Regions from separate parts of the Pungitius pungitius genome. Here region 1 is linked to region 2. Evidence: chromatin contacts called from public Hi-C data. All regions are on one chromosome and are shown on one strand. Each heading gives the region's core, a stretch centred on a gene start, on an enhancer-like site or on the middle of the called end of the contact. The rest is flanking DNA. Distances are from core to core; before and after follow the strand shown.

Region 1 (4,845 bases), core at 1,746-4,245, 160 kb after region 2:
AGACAAATAATGACTCCAGAGTGTTGTTTCTGTGCGTCTGCAGAGGGACTACGGCGGCCCTCTGGCGTGTCAGAACAGAGACTGCTGGGTACTTGAGGGTGTGATCATCCCCATGAGGCGCTGCGGACACCCGGGGCAGCCCAACATCTTCATTCGCGTCTCTGTCTACGTTGACTGGATCAAGAAGGTCATGGAGATGGCTTAGAGCCAGAGACCGCCATCCAACAGGAACTGATCAGATCTGCTCGACCCTAAACACCAGTTTTTTTACTTGACCATATGCATTTTTTCTTTTTCTTCCTCAGATGTCGCTTTAAAAAAATTTAAAAAATGTGAATATACATTCAGCTGCACAGTCAGATTTGATTAGTTAAAACATGAAGTGCACAGTTTTCATTCAGTTGTGGTGAAAATGCAGAGACAGCACAGCGATTATGTGATCTGCTTTCGATCAATCTCTACCTGCCTTTGCATTCATTTGGGCGTGAAGGTCAGCACTGTCGCCCCCACAGCGAGAAGGTCCTGGGATGGGCCTTTGCATGTTCTCCCCGAGCGTGGGCTCTCTCCGGGTACTCTGGCTTTCTGCCACAGTCCAAAGGACACGCGGGTTGGGTTAATTATTGACCCGTAGGCGTGTGAATGGACGGTTGTTTCTATGTCAGCCCCTGTGATTGACAGGCAACCCGGTCCAGGGTGATCCGTGGAATTTACAGTTAGTTCATCTTCACAGCTTCCAGTTTCGATGCATCAGTCAGAGCATTTAAACAATAAACAGAGAACATCTTTATTCCCCAAAAACACTGTTTTGTACTGGTGCAAAACAACCAAGAGAAGATTTACCATATAAATACAGTTCAGTAAAATTCTACAAATCTTTTGTTTAGCATGTGTTAGTGATGTATATATTTAAATATAAATGAGTTGTTAGAGGATACAAATAAATGTAATTGTTAATTGTTCGGGTGTAGCACTGCTCTGATTGTAACTTCTCCCATTCGTTTTAAATTGTTACATTATGTTTTTACTATTTAATCATTCATTATCTCTGCACCAGCCTCCACTTCACGCTTGCCAAAAGGACGACACACATGCACTGACGAATAGATTAATAAACACTGCTTAAAACAACTTTTCAGCGCGTCGCGAGCCATTTATCAAATGCTGGGACCAGTGCTGGGTTAAAGTTATTTATTCTCTGAGGAATAAAATGTATGAAGGGCTAACATCCACTTGTAGCCCCACGGGTTCAGAGGACAACAGCTGAGAATCGGTGGGTCCCCTGAACAGGGGAGGTGTTGGTGGTTTACAGCCCACATTTTCGGTTCCTAACATCCCCTGGAAATGCACCGTTTACCACAAAACTGTACGCCTCCCCCTCTTCTGCCTGGCACTGAATGGAGCTCCAAAATACCTTCTTTGCCCCCAGCCTCCAAAGAAATCCCTCCTCTGCGTGTCTTTTGATGCCTGCCCCCCACCTCTAAAGACATGCCTTTGTGCCTTATGCAGAACTGTATGCGCTGCACATTCTTTCGAGTTCTATAGGAGGATTTCTGTAACCCGGTCCTGATGAGCCCACGGAATTCAGCTTAAATAAACCTCAAGATCAGAGTCGGACCGAATCTCAGACACCAGCCTGCAGAGGGCCACCGGACTCACACACACACACACACACACAACTCTCTCTCATTCAAGCCCGTTCTACCCCCCCCTCCCCCTGCCTGCTCCACCATTCTTTGTTTTCTGTCGCTTCGGAAAGAAAGAAAGAAAAAAAAGTTTGTCTCAAAAATCAGGAGGTTTTGACATTTCATCTTTGGCGTGAGGCATGTGTTCCCTTTAGCTAATAATGCCAATTATCCTCCTGCTGCACACACAGCGTGTGGAAATGAGGTGGTTTCATTTCGTGTGATTAATACGAATTAGATTCATCTACGACAGCAAATTCTCACGAACTATCAAAGATTAAAGCTTCTGGGAAAGCTGAATATGATTATGGTAATAGTTTCTTCAGTTGGTGAAATGAGAAATGAGTGTGATTGTTTTTTCTGCAAGCAGATTTCAGTGAATATTTGAATTACATAATTCAATCTCAACGACTGAGGCCAAATGGTGCCTTGTGCTCCATCTTTGTAACTCAAGGCTTTATATTCATGTTGAGCTGACATGACGCCATGCAGCTGCCCCTGGAATGTGTGTTCACCGTGGTTCAATCGCGTCAGTTTGTTTTATCACCTTGTGCAAATTTACAAAGTTATCCCTAAAACAACTTTCATGAGAATATTCAACTTAAACTACGACGGGTATATTTCATTAAAAAAAAAAAACGACATTTCCACCCGGAGACAATGAGATTTTTTATTTCATTTATTAAAAACTGAAGATAAACTATTAGAGGTGTACACAGTCCGTGGAGCCATCTGTTCTTTTACTGCATGATCAAACGAAATAGACGAGTGACTACTCAGAAAAACCAACACTCATCCTGCACACGTTCTTTTTAAAAACCCCATTTGATACGTCTGTCCTTTGTTATGACTTACGGAGTGATATCTCTAACACTGTGGGTGGTGGGGGGGGGGGGGGGGGGTGGAATGAAACGCGGTGCCCGAAACAGTCTAGACAGACTGATCTTACTAGAATTTCAACAAAACCTTTTTCCTCTCGTCTGTGGGGGAACTTCCCGGCCCCCGGATCCCACTTCGGGAACCCCGGAACCAGACTCTCTACCCTCCTGCTTGATACCCGTCTCTCCCTCCCCCCCCCCCCCCCCCCCCTCTCTCTCTCTCTCTCTCTCTCCTTTCCTTCTCTAAAGTGGGTGGTCCGGTGAGCTTTCTTCGGGGCGGGGTCCTCCGCTTCAACCCTCCTACCCTCTCGAAACAGGCTTTAATAGAGAAAGTATGCAATGCATACTGATCAGCTTCAACCCCCCAATTATGCTGCAACTGGGGTATTCGTGACGTCTGGGGGGGGGGGGGGGGGATCACACACACATTTCCGATCAGAGAGAGAGAGAGAGAGAGAGAGAGGGAGAGAATCCAACCAATGAGACTGTCGATACGTTGATATTTTCACAGTTGTGCGCGAGCACACGGTGAGCTGACGTCGAGAACTTCCAGGTGAAACTACAGACCGTCTCAAGGTAAGTTCGGCCCCGCGCTCCAAACCGACCGGCGGCACCGCGGAGAGCCCACGGCCCGAACGCATGCACGTACCGTGCGTCGTGTGTGCGTTGTGTGTGCGCGCGTGCGTGCGCGCGCGGGTGTGTTTCACGGCCGGTTGCAGCGGAGAGCTTTTGCACCTGTGTTCTTCGCCTTTGTTTAACTTGTTTAACGCGATAGCGGCTCCCCCCGGGTCGGTGTGCCGCGGAGGACCTGTTAGCGCCGCGCAACAAACACACACACACACACACACATTTCACGTCGATTGCGCAATCAGTGATGGGAGCGAGGGGATGTTGTGTAGTGAGCGGCGACGCTTTAAAACGCCAATGGCCTCGGCGGTTGTTATGTTTTGTTTTTCTTGTATTTTTACGCCATGTGTTACTCAAGCCCAGAGGTCGGGGGGGGGGGGGGGTCTGAACTCGCCACCGGAGCGCTTTAGGCTGTTTCTGTATAAACTGTGAAGTAATGCGTGTGTGCGTGTGTGTGTGTGTGTGTGTGTGTGTGTGTGTGTGTGTGTGTGTGTGTGTGTGTGTGTGTGTGTGTGTGTTTTAATGCTCGCAATTGCCGCCCATATGCGAAAAAGTACATTGAGTCCCGGTCCTTGAGGGGCAAACACGGGACCGTCCGGCCGCTGCACAGAGTCAGGTTTTTTTTTTTTTTTTAGCGAACGAAAACGACGTCGCGCGTCTCGCTTGGTTTTTACGTAGATTCCTCAAATGACTCCGACTTCCTTCTTCGTCTCGAAAGGCTGTTTTGGCAATTAGTGTTTGGCACATTCCTCGCTGGGTTTGTGGTGAGCGACCACCTCGGGGCAATACCAACAGCCTGGTTTAAAAGTTGACATTTATGGTTTAGCTCTTTCAATAAAACGTCAATAATACATGATATTGCTTCCCCCCCCCCCCCCCCCCCCCCCCCCCGAAGTAGCCACAGCTTCAATGTGTATATTTTATAACGTTGTTTAGAAGTGGCATTAATGATTATGCTGATGGGCTGGGAGAAATGGCCAAAATATCACATATTTCATTAGTTAATAACGTCTGTATGTAGCATGTTTGCTGTTGATTTATTACATGAATAATCCATATGGGGAAAACCGTCTGTTTGGATTCATCTGTGTGAACGAAATACTAATCTATCAAGTATTGTTTCCTTTAATCAAGAGCATTAGAGCAAAAGTTTCGGTGGTGTAATGCCACTGATAAAAATAATGCACTCGAGTTGCGCCTGTGCTCGATGTTATCGATTCAGATCAAGTATTTGCGCTTCACGATATCTCGATTTAAACAGAGTTTAATCACGATACTACTGAAGACCGCCCAATGAGCAGCTGAGAGAGGGCAGGTGGAGAAGCAGCGTTGGGTACAGCAGATGGAGATTTTGGATGGTGGATTGAATTGTGAATATCTGTGCTACTTTTAGTCTCTGGACACCACTCTCATGTTTCCCTGCGTCTGCCAGCCCCCCCCCCCCCCTCCCCGTTTGCGTTTGGATGAACCTGGTGCCAGGGCTTATTTATAAGCAGTTCCCACGCTCGCTTCTGGAAAAGGATCTTGTGTGATATTAAGCACTGATTGAAACTGCGGTAATTGTGCAAAAAGAGGAGAGGAAAAAAAAAAAACAGAACAACCATTTATCCCAAATGGTCCAAAGATGATTTTTTTCTTTGCTCGCGTCTGCGGCTCCT
Region 2 (4,772 bases), core at 2,057-4,556:
CTAATTATAAAGCAAACACATTACTCCCTTACAGATTTGACCATATAGCATTATCATCCGGTAAGTTTAGACTCAGCTGCTGCTGCCAGTGATGTGTCATCCGATACCTAACAATTATTCCTCAGGGCTCCAGTTGAGAGTAAGTGGCTTCACGTGTGTGTGTTTTTTAGATTGCACGGGAGATCTGTTGGGGGGGGGGTTTTCAGTCATATTTAGGCTGCGAGGTGATCTTGCATTTACTCAAACTTTAGAGCAAATGACTTTTTGGTTGGCGGCATAACGTGGTCCGTAAATAGCTAAAATAATTACATTAATGACTAAAAGATTGACGGGCAATTTGTTGGGAAATGCATCTCCTCTAAACTATTTTTACTTCGTATGATGACGAGCACATCGGCGATTCACCAGGGTCATTCTTATATTTCCATGTTATAAATAAATGCATTTCAGTCCACATTATGACGAAGCGTCATGGCACCTTCAGCTCAGAATAAATCCATGCAGTACTTCCTGTGAGCGGAAGTTCTATTTTTATTTAAATGTATAATATTAGGCATTATATGCTAATATTTGATCTCCAACTATTTAATCTAATCTATTAAATCTTATTTATGCTACAGCCTAAAAAATTATCCATTAGGCAAATGCAAGTCTGGTAGATGTTGAATTAATGCACTGACTACTGAATAAAATGTTAACTTGGTAAGTAATGTGTACAAGCCGCACGTACATTCACTCATATTAAAATGCAGGGACTTTCTTTGGTTTACTTGATGCCATGGTGACTTCTAATGGCGGCCTTTTTTTAATGGTCCTTTATGAACTCAAGTCAGCGTGAGTTGGTCACACTCATGTCATTCACACTGTGAAAGCTCATGGTTGGTTCATGGTACGGCTCAGATTGGGTCAGACCTGCTTTCTGAAAGAGGGCCTTGGATGCTTCTTTTAACACAGAAAGCTGCCGTTTGAACAAAAACCCAGGCCGGCTTTTGTCTTCAAGGCTGTGAACGTTGACCCAAGTGAGTGACGCGCTTGTTTTTGCTTTCTTCTCCAGAACAGCTGCTCCGAGCTGGACTCTTATCTGCGGGGCGCGCTGGGTCAGTACCTCCTCAACGTCTCCACGGCGGCCGAGCTGTGCAGCCGGTCGCTGTGCGCCTCCCGCGGCCGCTGCCTGCGCCGAAACCAGGACAGCGACGCGTACCTGCACCTGAGCCCCGTCAGCCACAGCATCCTGGCGCCGCGCGGCAAGCCGCCGGTCGTCGTCGTCGGCGAGCTCGGCGAGGACGAGAAGGGGCGTCTCCGGAGCCAGTTCCGGTGCCAGTGCTACGGCGGCTACCAGGGAGAGCGCTGCGATCAGACCGACCCCCTGCACCAGCGGGCGGCGGCGGCGGCGGCGTCTCCAGTGGCGCCGTGCTCGGCGGCCCTGCTGCTCGTCTCTCTGCTCCTCTGTTAGGGGCCGTAGGTGGACATGTGGGAATGTCAAGGAGGGAAGAGTGTCCTTTTAAAAAAAAAAAAAAAATCTTTCAATTGCTGTAAGACATGGATGACACAACGGGAAATTGTATGAGAAACACTGTTGGACTTTTTCTCAGACAACGCGGGGCTCGCTGGAAATGACCTAGTTTACTCGGTGTCTTTTCGTCCAGTTTGACAAGGTGTCAAATTCTGCGTTTCTCATAGAAAGGAAAAGTTTTTGTGTGTGGGGGGGGTTTGTATGAGGAACAAGTAAATGTATGTCTGATAAAAGTGGAAGTGATGCACTTATGTAGTAATATCACAGTATATATTTGAAGTGCCTGATGTTTTTTCAACATGTCCACTGAGATCTGAACGTTTTTCTGGAGGCAATTGCTGTGTTACTATTTATTTTGAATGTATTTGTGGGTGTTTTATATGATATTTGTGTCCAAACCATGACTACTAGCTTTCTTTTCATAACAGTCCTTTCTGTATTTCAGAAACTATTTCATGTCACAATGTAAAAAGCAAATACTGACACTTTGTATGTTCCACAATTGCTCTTACATAACCGCCTCTCTGTGGTGATTTCTAAACATTGACTTTTGTCCAAGTGAGTAAAAGTCACTGTTAATGTCCATGTGTCATTTCTTTTGAGATAAAACAACATTTTGAAGGCAAGGCCATTGTGATTGCAGAGTGCTGTTTATACGCAAAATAACAATATGAAGTGTTACACACTAGGACATTTTGACAACCGCATTTTCACTGCAATGAAAACACACAGAAAATGAGCCAATAAGTAGTTTAAAATTAGGCTACAATTGCTTTCTGTAAAGAAACACTGCAAAGCATGTGTCCAATTCATTGAGAAATTGCGGTAAACCATGTTTTAAGAGTCTTTAAATCAGACCTCCAGTGTTCAGGTAGCTTGTTCTACTGATGTGGAGCTCAGAGAGTTTTCATTCTGGGAGCAATCCTCGCCCCAGGTGACCCGGCGACAGACAGGTGCTAGCATCTCAAAATCAAGCCTTTCATTCAATTTTTTTTTTTTTTAAGATAACAGAGCTTTGGCTCTGCTGTTTGCAGTCAATAAAAGACAAGCATCTGGGGGAGGACATCTCGTTTTCCATTAAGAGGAGGCACATTTTCATTGTCTGCTAAGAGAGGCAAAGCCGACATGTCTTCAGGGAGGGACACGTCTTGCAGGCTTGCTGCCTCATGCCCCCTCCCCTTGTAATTATAGGGTGCTGTTAAGCCAAGAGTTATTTTTACTACTTTTAAGAGTTCAGCAAGGCACACATTTAAATTGGCAGGAGGAGTTCATTACGGCTCGCTAACAGCTATTTAGAGTAGAAATGCATTGCCTTCCCCAGTCAAGTCTGCACAGTTAACTGCTTGTAATTGGGACTTATTACTACACACACGAAAACAAACACACACCGTTTGTAAAACACACTGAAAACGGTGTGTTCAGATTTGTAAATAGCCTGTGACTTTAAATCTGCTCCTTTAAAAACGATTTGCATAGTTCATGTAGTTGGATGTCAGGGATTCTTTCCACACCTTTGATTGGTTGTTAGAAAACAGTCACTCGCCTCGGATTGGTTGTTAGAAAACAGTCACTCGCCTCGGATTGGTTGTTAGAAAGCAGTCACTTGCCTCGGATTGGTTGTTAGAAAAAAGTCACTTGCCTCGGATTGGTTGTTAGAAAACAGCCACTCGCCTCGGATTGGTTGTTAGAAAACAGCCACTCGCCTCGGATTGGTTGTTAGAAAACAGTCACTTGCTTCTGATTGGTTAGTTCAACGTAATGACTTCTGTTTTTCCCCCCCCCCCACGTCCATGTGTGTTTCCTTAAGATCATGAGACTGCCGGTTGGTTTTCTGTCGCTTCCAGACCACAAAGTGCGCTTGGAAAGCGAAATCCTCATCCAGTTTGTAAATAGGTAAGTTCACGTTTGTCTATTCAGTCCTAAAGCATTGTGTCACACTACATTATTGCGTTTTTGTGACTTTCACAGATGAAAAAAAAACGAATTTGCTTTGAGTTTTTATCTTGCAATCATCAGTTGCAATACAACTTTGAAAAACGAGTTAACAGTGTCGCAATATCCTGCCAATATTTCTCAACACAGTTGACTTCTATTTTCAGTGATGTCAGTACACTTCTTTTCTTCTCTCTCAATTCACAGCAGAGACATATGGAAAAGTGATTTTAGCTTCATTCACATCACACAGCCATTAGTTATGTTTGGTATATTATCATCATCATCATCGGGGGCAGTTAAAGCACACAGCATTTGTTATTGTCAATTTCTGCTCTTGGCTTTAAAAAAAAAAAGCTAAATAAATAGACTATTAAAGTGACACGGTTATGATGCTGCTCTAAAAGTTTTGCGATGATGTTGGAAAAACACTTTGGTACAGAGGTACGTGATGCTCGATGTTTATATTGTTGTGGTGCCAAAGATGATAATCTACATGCGAGGTCTACTGCACCAGGGTTTCGCCCAGAGCCCACCCCCCCCCTGTTTGAGCATGTTTATCTTCTGAATATATATTCCTGCTTTGAAGTAAAGTCAACATGTCTGCAAACGTTAAATATCCTGTTTGTGATGATTTGACAACAGATGACATCGTTGCCATCATTGGATGTTTAATTGTTCAATCAAAGCTGTTAATATCAAATGTGTAACAACAACAACAATGTGTAATAACCTACATGCGAGTCAACTGGTAAGCTTAAGTAACACTTTCTTTAAAGTCAATGCTGTTTCCCTTTTTCACAGGGATGGGGTCCTTTCATAACGAGGCGCCGCTTTTCTTAAACTTGATCCTCATTGTTTCCGGGCTGCAGTTTGCGACGTCAAATTTTTCCCAGGTGCCTTTCATCACCGCGTGGAACGCTCCCACCGCCAGCTGTCTGTCTCGATATGGCGTGGACCTCGACTTGGGGACGTTCAGCATCGTCCAGAACGAGAACCAGACCTTCATGGGCGAAAACATAACCATCTTTTACTCCGAGAAGCTTGGTCTGTATCCCAGCTACACCAGCGACGCGGTGCCCATCAACGGCGGCCTGCCGCAGAACGCCAGCCTCGACAAACACCTCGCCGTGGCCTCTGACAACATTCGCACCTGGATCCCCGACAGGGATTTTCAGGGTCTGGCTGTGGTGGACTGGGAGAGCTGGAGACCTCTGTGGGAGAGAAACTGGGACAGTAAGCGCGTGTACCAGCTGAAATCGGTAGACCTGGCGAGATCCGTGCACCCGGACTGGAGCCCTGCGCGGCTCGAGGCCGCCGCTCGGGC

What was found. A called contact is a pair of places that touch in the nucleus more often than the background predicts.
Region 1: a Hi-C map of muscle shows a contact between it and region 2, with 4 times the contacts expected there. The contact joins the promoter of si:ch211-161c3.6 here to the promoter of hyal1 in region 2. A contact is called at or near these places in 2 of 2 Hi-C or Micro-C datasets (both in muscle).

Annotation. Positions count from the first base shown.
Region 1 is chr8:20,957,710-20,962,554 of fPunPun2.1, forward strand. It overlaps si:ch211-161c3.6 (high mobility group AT-hook 2b), which reads left to right and starts at 2,996. Exons shown (of 6, transcript XM_037448568.2): 1 at 2,996-3,136. It overlaps mst1 (macrophage stimulating 1), which reads left to right. Exons shown (of 18, transcript XM_037490271.2): 18 at 44-1,009. The coding sequence ends at 205.
Region 2 is chr8:20,796,069-20,800,840 of fPunPun2.1, forward strand. It overlaps hyal1 (hyaluronidase 1), which reads left to right and starts at 3,307. Exons shown (of 4, transcript XM_037448239.2): 1 at 3,307-3,406; 2 at 4,250-4,772. The coding sequence starts at 4,252. It overlaps hyal2a (hyaluronidase 2a), which reads left to right. Exons shown (of 4, transcript XM_037448482.2): 4 at 1,055-2,136. The coding sequence ends at 1,453.